2 separate regions of the Danio rerio genome follow, and region 2 is linked to region 1. A link is a contact called in public Hi-C data. All regions are on one chromosome and are shown on one strand. The core of a region is the stretch at or near the end of the contact, and the rest is flanking DNA. Distances in the headings are between cores, read along the strand shown.

Region 1 (4,154 bases), core at 1,240-3,739:
GCCCATCTAGAAACCACACTCATGTGTTGAGTTTTTCCCAAAAGCATGATCATATGTTCTAAAAGAAGACTCTTGAGGTTTTGAAAAGGAACAGTGAGCGCATCAAAGAACTCTGTCACCAATGTGTTCGGGTAAGGTTATGCAATACAGTCAATAATGTACTTTACACAGTGTGTTTTGCAGTAAACTACTCTATAAACCAGGAGTTCATTAGTACATACAGTAGATATATAGTACAGTACAGCATTTGCATACTCTGTGTCTAATTACTTTTAGAGAGTCATGAAGTTGGAGGCCAGTCAAGCACCACATGGAATTATCTATGTTGACAGAGCTGAGGATGTCGCCGTGGGAGAAACATAATAGGCCAAAGTGCCACAGTTACCGTGCCGGGCCATAGAAGATATCAAGTATAATGTGGATGAGAACATGTGGCAAAATGCAGAAGACCTGGCAGAATAAGAGATTACTTAGGTTTTTTTTTTTTTTTTTTTTTGTAATCGCGGTGCTTTTTCTTCTTGTATGTCTTGCAATGATGTCGTTTTGCAAATAAAGTCTGTTCTGTAGCAATTCTGTGTCTGTATTTTTTTAACATAAACTGTAAATATTATAAAGCATTGTTTTTCTTCATTTTTGTATTAAATTTTTGCAGTAAAAGAAAGAAAATGCCTGCATTTACCAAACCCAACAAAACAAAAATGTACAGAGGCTTCAAATATACAGTCAGAGCTGACACAAACTAATGCAGTTTCTGTAATTTTAGCTGAAGATAGTGTTTTTATTTTCAATTTGTTATGATTGTCTGACTGTTTCTGTTGGAAGAGAACATGTGTTAGTGTTTTGAACAATAATTTCATTTTGAAACGTGTTTGCAGTGTTTTGTTAGACACGGTGTATTGTGTTTGTTTATTATTGTATTTTGAAAAGTAGTTTAGAGGTTTAGTTTACAATGTGTGATTTTGAGCATGAAACTGTTTTGCCAATTGTGTTTTAGGTGTGTTGCTGCATTAAGAGTTTAGCAAACTTGTTAAATGCATTGAAAAAACTGTCATAGCCATTGTAAAAAACTGTAATAAAACTTATGCAATCTGCAGCCCCGAAATGAAAGTACAAAGACTGCCACCTGGTGGTGCAAAGAGAAAACTTATTGATATGGACTTTTTAGATCATTTAGTATAATTTGTGTATGATAATAAACATGCACAATATGTGACTTTTTAAAAGCGATAATACTTTTATGCAGTCATAAACAATTTTTTGATAGATATAACGGTGATTTGATGCTTCATAAATGTTGCAGACACCTTTACCAATATCAAAAAGCTTTTGTAAACATCCAGTTATTCTTTACACAGATTAAAAAAACGGCTACTATAATACTACTATAATAAGGAAAATCCGCACTAACTGTAAATATAAATAAACTGCTCTTGAAACATAAAAGGGCATAAAAGTTATTGCTTGTCATATTTAACAAACCGTTTCCAATGAATTTTATGTAATTTTGCTCACATGGATAATTGAATATTAATCAGATGATGTCATTACGCTGCTGTGCCATCAGCCAATCGTTGCATTGCTGATCATGATTACGAGGATCGATAGATCAGTCCTTCACAACACACGCAGCGATCTCTGATAAGTTTATCTAGACATTTTAATCCGATTCACGAACTTGTTTGAAGAACCAAATTAGCGAGAGATCAGTTATCAAGATTAAAAGATCCAGGATCTGCCAAATCATCTTAGATCATTTAAGAGAGCTACGAAGAACAGACCCCAGGTTCTCAGTAACCTTTAAGACAAGCTTGTCGCATCAAAAACGACTCTCACTTATGACGTCTGCTTTTCAGTCATTTCACGTTGTACGCGTTACCGTTGCATTTGTACACATGCTTTAAATTAATGCTTTTTGTTTCCCAAATTGATATAATAAAGAGAACGATTAAAAAAAAACGTTATTAACCGGTTAACTGTAAACGTTTCTGGGCGAAGCAGTGTTGCAGTAGGTAGTGCTGTCACCTCACCGTAAGAAGGTCGCTGGTTCGAGCCTCGGCTCAGTTGGCGTCTCTGTGTGGAGTTTGCATGTTCTCCCTGCATTCGCGTGGATTTTCTCCGGGTGCTCCGGTTTCCCTCACAGTCCAAAGACATGCAGTACAGTTAAATTGGGTTGGCTAAATTGTCCGTAGTGTGTGTGTGTGAATGTGTGTGTGGATGTTTCCCAGAGATGGGTTGCGGCTGGAAGGGCATCCGCTGCGTAAAAACTTGCTGGATGAGTTGGCGGTTCATTCCGCTGTGGCGACCCCAGATTAATAAAGGGACTAAGCCGACAAGAAAATGAATGAATGAATTAATGAATTAATGTAAAAGTTTCTGTTCAGAACGAATAAAGTTTTTAGTTTTTCGTTTCTGTACCTGCAAAATGTCATTCGTTTCCATTTTTCATTTCCATTCCTTGAACCGGTTCGGAGCCCTGCACCAAAGTTCATGTTTAAAAGAAAGTTTACCAGCGAACTCTGCTGGTTAGATTGCTTGTAATCATGACACAAATAGGATTATTATAGGCCTATCTCTATGTGATAATAATTGTTGCCTTTCATTTTTTTTTTTTACTATGTTTAACATTTATGTCTATAGGAAGGCTTTAAGTGTTACAAAATAAGAATTCATTCATATCTCTAAAACTGCTGTGTGCAATCTTAGATTGGTTCTTATATAACTGTCAATCCCTCAGTCACTGCCTCCCGCTGTTAGATGACAGGGCGCTAAATATCACTGCAAATGTAGGGCTGCAGGAGAGGGAATGAAAAGAATACAGGTTTTTTACAACTTAGACTTACATAGACATTAATGAGCTCCCAGTATATTTAAAATTTCATGTTAGTTAATTATTATTTTAATACTACAACCATTCAAAGAATGTAGTTTTATTGTATTAAAAATTGCTTATATTAAATATTTCTTCAGTATATAATATTACAAACTACTGATGCTCATTTTGGTTAATTTTCCCAACCAACCAAAGAATAAACTAAATAGAAATAATAAAATTAATTGGTCAGTCCTAAATATTTTTCACTTAAATTACAAATTTAGATTACAAACAAAAACACTGACTGAATCCTATTTAAGAACTGGCATAGGCTGTTTTTCCAATATATATATATATATATATATATATATATATATATATATATATATATATATATATATATATATATATATTCTTTTGTTCACCAAATACTTTGCAGCTGCCTGTCACTCTGGGTGGTGATTCTACCTTGAGGTTGCTTGGGTAACGTTTATGGTGATATTCACATAGAGCAAATGAGTATGGAATAAAACGGCACTAAAAAATAACTAAATAGGCAAAACTTGAAACAACACGGTATAAAAACTATAATGAAAGTTACATTTTTAAAAATGGGAAATATCATTTTAAATTACAAACAAATTTGTTTAACATTTCATGACAATTCCATAACAATCCAGAAATTCCATGACTCATGGGAGTCATGTGTATAGCCTGCATCAACAAACAAGTGCATAACAAACATTAATGCAAGCATAACTCAAATGTTTTTCCACCATATTCTTACATTGGAGGGTCACTTTTCTTTGATGAAGCCTCATCATTATTGCATTTTTGTGGTATATGGGGATGGCTAGGGAAGTCCAGTCAAGTCATCTTTACAATGTAGATTATCAAAACAGTTTACATTGATGAAGAAAAAAGCCAAAATATATCAAATTATGGAAAATTCCAGCCTCTTAGGAATTGATAAGAACTGTGGTACAGGGCTCGTATTGTTATAGTTAAATTAAAACTGGGTAATCAAAATTTTCAGTAGTGTATGATTCGGTGTGTATGGATGCTTCCCAGTGATGGGCTGCTGCTGAAAGGGGAGGGCATGATACATATTAAAACGGTGATGTACAGAAAATAAACACCTATGAGCACAGTGACCTTGTGAGGGTCCAACTTGTCCTTTAAGGTTACAAAGGCAGATTTCCCATTGACCTTGCTAAGTTCTATTGTTTTTTAAAGTAATGCCTTGGGGAAAAACTCTTGAAATTCATCTTGGTACCAAGAGCATTATGAATCAAAGTAAACCAGATTTTAATAAAATGATTCACACAACATAAAAAGCAAT
Region 2 (4,154 bases), core at 1,114-3,613, 140 kb before region 1:
CACTCAGTGGTATCTGTGTATGAGAAACAAAGAAATGCGTTTTAATAGTTAAATCAACTGTTTGTTTGTTATCGGAGGAAAATTAAAAATAATACTTTCTCACCTGTTGTATTGGAAATCTCTCCATCTCCACATGGCAAGCAGTCAAAACAGCAGACAGGAAGCCCTTTCCTTGTTGCTTGTCTAGTTCCAGGGGGGCAGCTTTCACTGCACACAGACCGTGGAGGCTGAAAAACACATTAATTGTTGCTATTTAGGCCAGACATGATTTGACTTTATACTGTTTGTATGATCTGTTTTTACATTAGTCACATTATGTTTTGATAATTACTTTATTTGTCTCAAAGTTCCAGTATATTGCATTTTCATCTAGTGTGAACACCTTCCCTGTTGTCACCCCTTCATCTACAACACCAATTCTTCTGACAGTTACTGACTCCTCAGAGCTCAGCTGCCAGTTCAGCACATCATAGATGGCCAGAGCATCTCCATTTTTGTCAAAGGACACATGATCCCCAAAGCCTGTGGTAAATTTCACTCTTTGAAGGTAGTGAACCAGCTGCACAATTTGTAGACAAGATGATTGTTATCTTTTTACCAGACATTTTGAGTAAGATTACAGTTTTTTTTTTTTTGCACATTATTCTCTTCTAAATGAATAGAATATAAATGCACTTTTACATTTAAGTTTTACCTGCCAAGGTTTTAGATTTGATATGTCAACACATCTGTTCTCACTGAATGGTCCTCTCCCCTCCTCACAATGCATTAGGTCATGTAGTGCGTGTGCTAGAGCATAAACTGCCTTATAGACATTATAAGAAGCTCTCAGCTCAGAAACATCAGTGTATGGTGTAAATTTGCTTCTCAAATCCTCTTGCCCTGAGCACAATTTGGTTCTCAGTCCTCCAATAGTGTCGAAATTGCATTCAAACATGTTCTCCCAGAATATCCTCATCATACTGTTTTGTGAAAAATTGTCGGGACGAAGGCGTAACAGAAAGTTGTCAAGTCCTTCAATCTCTCCCCGTCGGATGGCAATTCCCAGTGTACCCCCTAAAACATACCTAAGTCGGGGATTAAGAAGCACAGGTGAGGTGGACCAAGCCTCACTAGCAATCCATTGCCTGCCTGTAATATTTTTCAACAGCATCTCATCAATCACAGGCAACAAATAGCTTGAAGTGGAAAACACAACCACTACTTTTGCTGTAGAGTTCTGAATGACTCTGACTATGTGTTGTACTGCCATCTGGTTGTTATCATTGGGGAGAATCTCAGAGAAAGCCACGCAACCTCCAAATTGCTGCACATCATGGTGGAAAGACAGAGCAGCATTTATGCCATAATCATCATCACTGTAGAGGAGACCAACCCAGGTCCATTCAAAATGCCTCAAAATTTGAATCATAGCCCGCACCTGGAAAGCATCACTGGGTATTGTTCTGAAGAAAGAGGGGTACTTTTTCCTGTTACTCAAACAGGAACAGGTGGCATAATAGCTAATCTAATTAGGAAAAATCGAGGAGAGAGACAGAGAGATGAGCATAACGCACGTTCATTATATAACTGTGTGTGTGTGTGTGTGTGTCTGTGCGTGCTTGTATAAATATCTTACCATAGGCATTCGAAAAAGCCCCAAAACACTAGAAATTGCAATAGAATGTGTAGATCCTGGATCACCTATGACTCCAATAACTGGTGGTGGGCCTTTGCAGTTGAGGTCAGAGAGGGTCTCCTCTGTCCCACTTATAAGAGCTGTAGCTGCCCGAAATGCCACTCCAAGCCTTAAACAGTTGTCATACATCTGGTAACCAAGTGTGATGTTAGGCAGCAGGTTGGGATTGTTATTAATCTCATTGATGGCAAAAACCATTGTTATTGCCTGCTGGAAGCTTGTCATATAGAAGCTGGAGAAGACAAACAATGTTTGATTATTAACTTCAACATTACTAACAATATATGTAACAATAAAGAAAACAATTGAACTGCGTTTCACATTAATTGAGTTTAAAATGATAAAATAATAATAAATTATGGAAACAAGAAAAAAAAAATAAATAATACACACACACACACACACACACTTCCTACACATTTTTTTCAGTCATTGTGGTTTAGACTGACTTTTCACAGTGGGGTAGTTTTGGCTCTGTTCTGAAGCTTAGCCCCGGGAATGCTTTGAGGTATTGAATCTCAAATAAACCACCAATTAAAAAGTCTCCATTCTGGTACATCCCGTTCAATGTAAAGTGTCCTTGTAGTTGACAGGTTCCTGAACTGGCCATCAAAGCCACAGACATATAATTACAAGATATAAAAAAATAAATGTGCAGAATCACCCACATCCCTCTTATCTGTTTATGTCCTTCGTCATTGAGATCACATATATATAAAGCCTTTTTTTTTCTTCTTGAAAGGCGGTACCACTCTAAAAATAAAGATATTGTGTTTGTCATTCTGTCGTTTTAACATAGCATAATACAATAAAAAAAAACAGATGTATTACTATATGCAATTGTATTATTATGTTTTAAAATTATCACTAAAAAAATATTACTTTGTTTTATAGTTTCTGGGAATAAGAGATAAGAGTTTTGATGACAGAAAGATCATAAACGTATAGTCTCAAAGGTATTAATTCCATAAACAAATACCACCCCAAGTTTATATTCTCAAAATGTGATTTACAAGTTAAATAAATCAATTCGTACATACACAAGTCTTAAACACAATATTGTAGACAGTATTTAGTTTTTTCAGTTTACATATATTTGTAGCTTATAATAAAGTCTTGCAAAATATTGTTAATATTTTACCTTTTCTGGATGTTGAAACTACATTTAAATACAGAATTTGTGTAAATGGCTGTTTGAAAAAGAAATTAAGCAACAAAAAAACTTCTAGTTTTTGAAATGAACTCAGGTTACAGTTAAGTGTTTTTTAAATTTTCTGTTAAGAAAATACTCTGTATTCTTTTGCATTTGAGATTATTGTAATACAAACCTGAATGATTTCAAATATGTGGATCACATTTTGTCAATGTTTTGTCAATACAGTATACATGAGAATTCTGAGTAAATTCCAAATCATCTTTCATTTGACATCTAGATGGCAGTTGTGTCTTTGACTTTGTATTGTAAAGCACCTGCAGTTCATCACAAAAACGGTCTAATTCTCTTGAGGTTATTACACAAACAGCATATTCCATTAGTTTTGTGAGAAGAACATTAAGCACAGTAACCACAGAACATATAATCAAGCTAATTATCCATAAATGCGTTTGTGTCTGATGCTAAAATACTTTAAATCTCAGTTTTATCAAATCTGATAAAAAGGCCACAAGCTGCAGTTAGACTCCAAACACATTTTAAGAAATTACTATTGAAAAGACATCAACATTTTAATATCCACATCAAGTCTGTGTTGATAGCCTTCTAGTTAGTGCTTCGACACATAGCACTTTGGTACTTATGGCAACTAAAGTTTGGCTCCTGGCCTAAGGCTCTTTGCCATTCCATCCCCTCTCTTTTTGCTTTGCTGACATTTTTCTTTCTATAATATTTTTTATATATATTGCCACCTTGGAAATAGGGATGCACCGATACCAGTATCGGGTCGATAATAAAATACTCATACTCATATTGGACATGAAAGGCCGATACCACGCATTGATTCCACTCAACAGTAATTCACTACATGGATGTGACTTGTTGTCCTAACTGACTTCAATGCCTTAATGTATAATAAGCCTAATGTATTATATATTAATAGCTTAGTCCTTATAAACAATACATTTATATAATACATTATTAACAAATACATAGGCTACTGAAGAATAAACCGAATATAAAATATGATCCTTGCATAATAATCACAGCTAAACAAGCTAGCACTCATTTTATATATACACTATAAATTTAAAAAAATGAAAGAAATTTTAAGTAATGGAACATTATGAAAAAATCTAAAGACTACAGGCTAAATAAAAGTTAATCAGATCTAAACATTATGGGGACCACCATGTGCGTGTCAGTTTACAGCTTCTGTAAAGATCAGACTGCCTATACAGATCAAACAATCTTAATAAACACCATGCGGATGTATAACTATTTTGATAAGTACCGTTAATGAAATATTTAAAACCATATGAT

Evidence for each region. A called contact is a pair of places that touch in the nucleus more often than the background predicts.
Region 2: a contact with region 1 is called in a Hi-C map of an unstated tissue, with 2.7 times the contacts expected there. The contact joins the promoter of olfcq11 here to the promoter of olfcq6 in region 1. A contact is called at or near these places in 2 of 18 Hi-C or Micro-C datasets (hematopoietic stem cells and an unstated tissue).

Annotation. Positions count from the first base shown.
Region 1 is chr18:36,325,514-36,329,667 of GRCz12tu, reverse strand. It overlaps olfcq6 (olfactory receptor C family, q6), which reads right to left and starts at 2,489. Exons shown (of 8, transcript XM_068214849.1): 1 at 2,416-2,489; 2 at 386-450. The coding sequence starts at 2,489.
Region 2 is chr18:36,461,467-36,465,620 of GRCz12tu, reverse strand. olfcq11 (olfactory receptor C family, q11) reads right to left here and starts at 2,363. Exons shown (of 6, transcript XM_678970.7): 1 at 2,128-2,363; 2 at 1,619-1,910; 3 at 695-1,507; 4 at 332-559; 5 at 104-227; 6 at 1-13. The coding sequence starts at 2,348.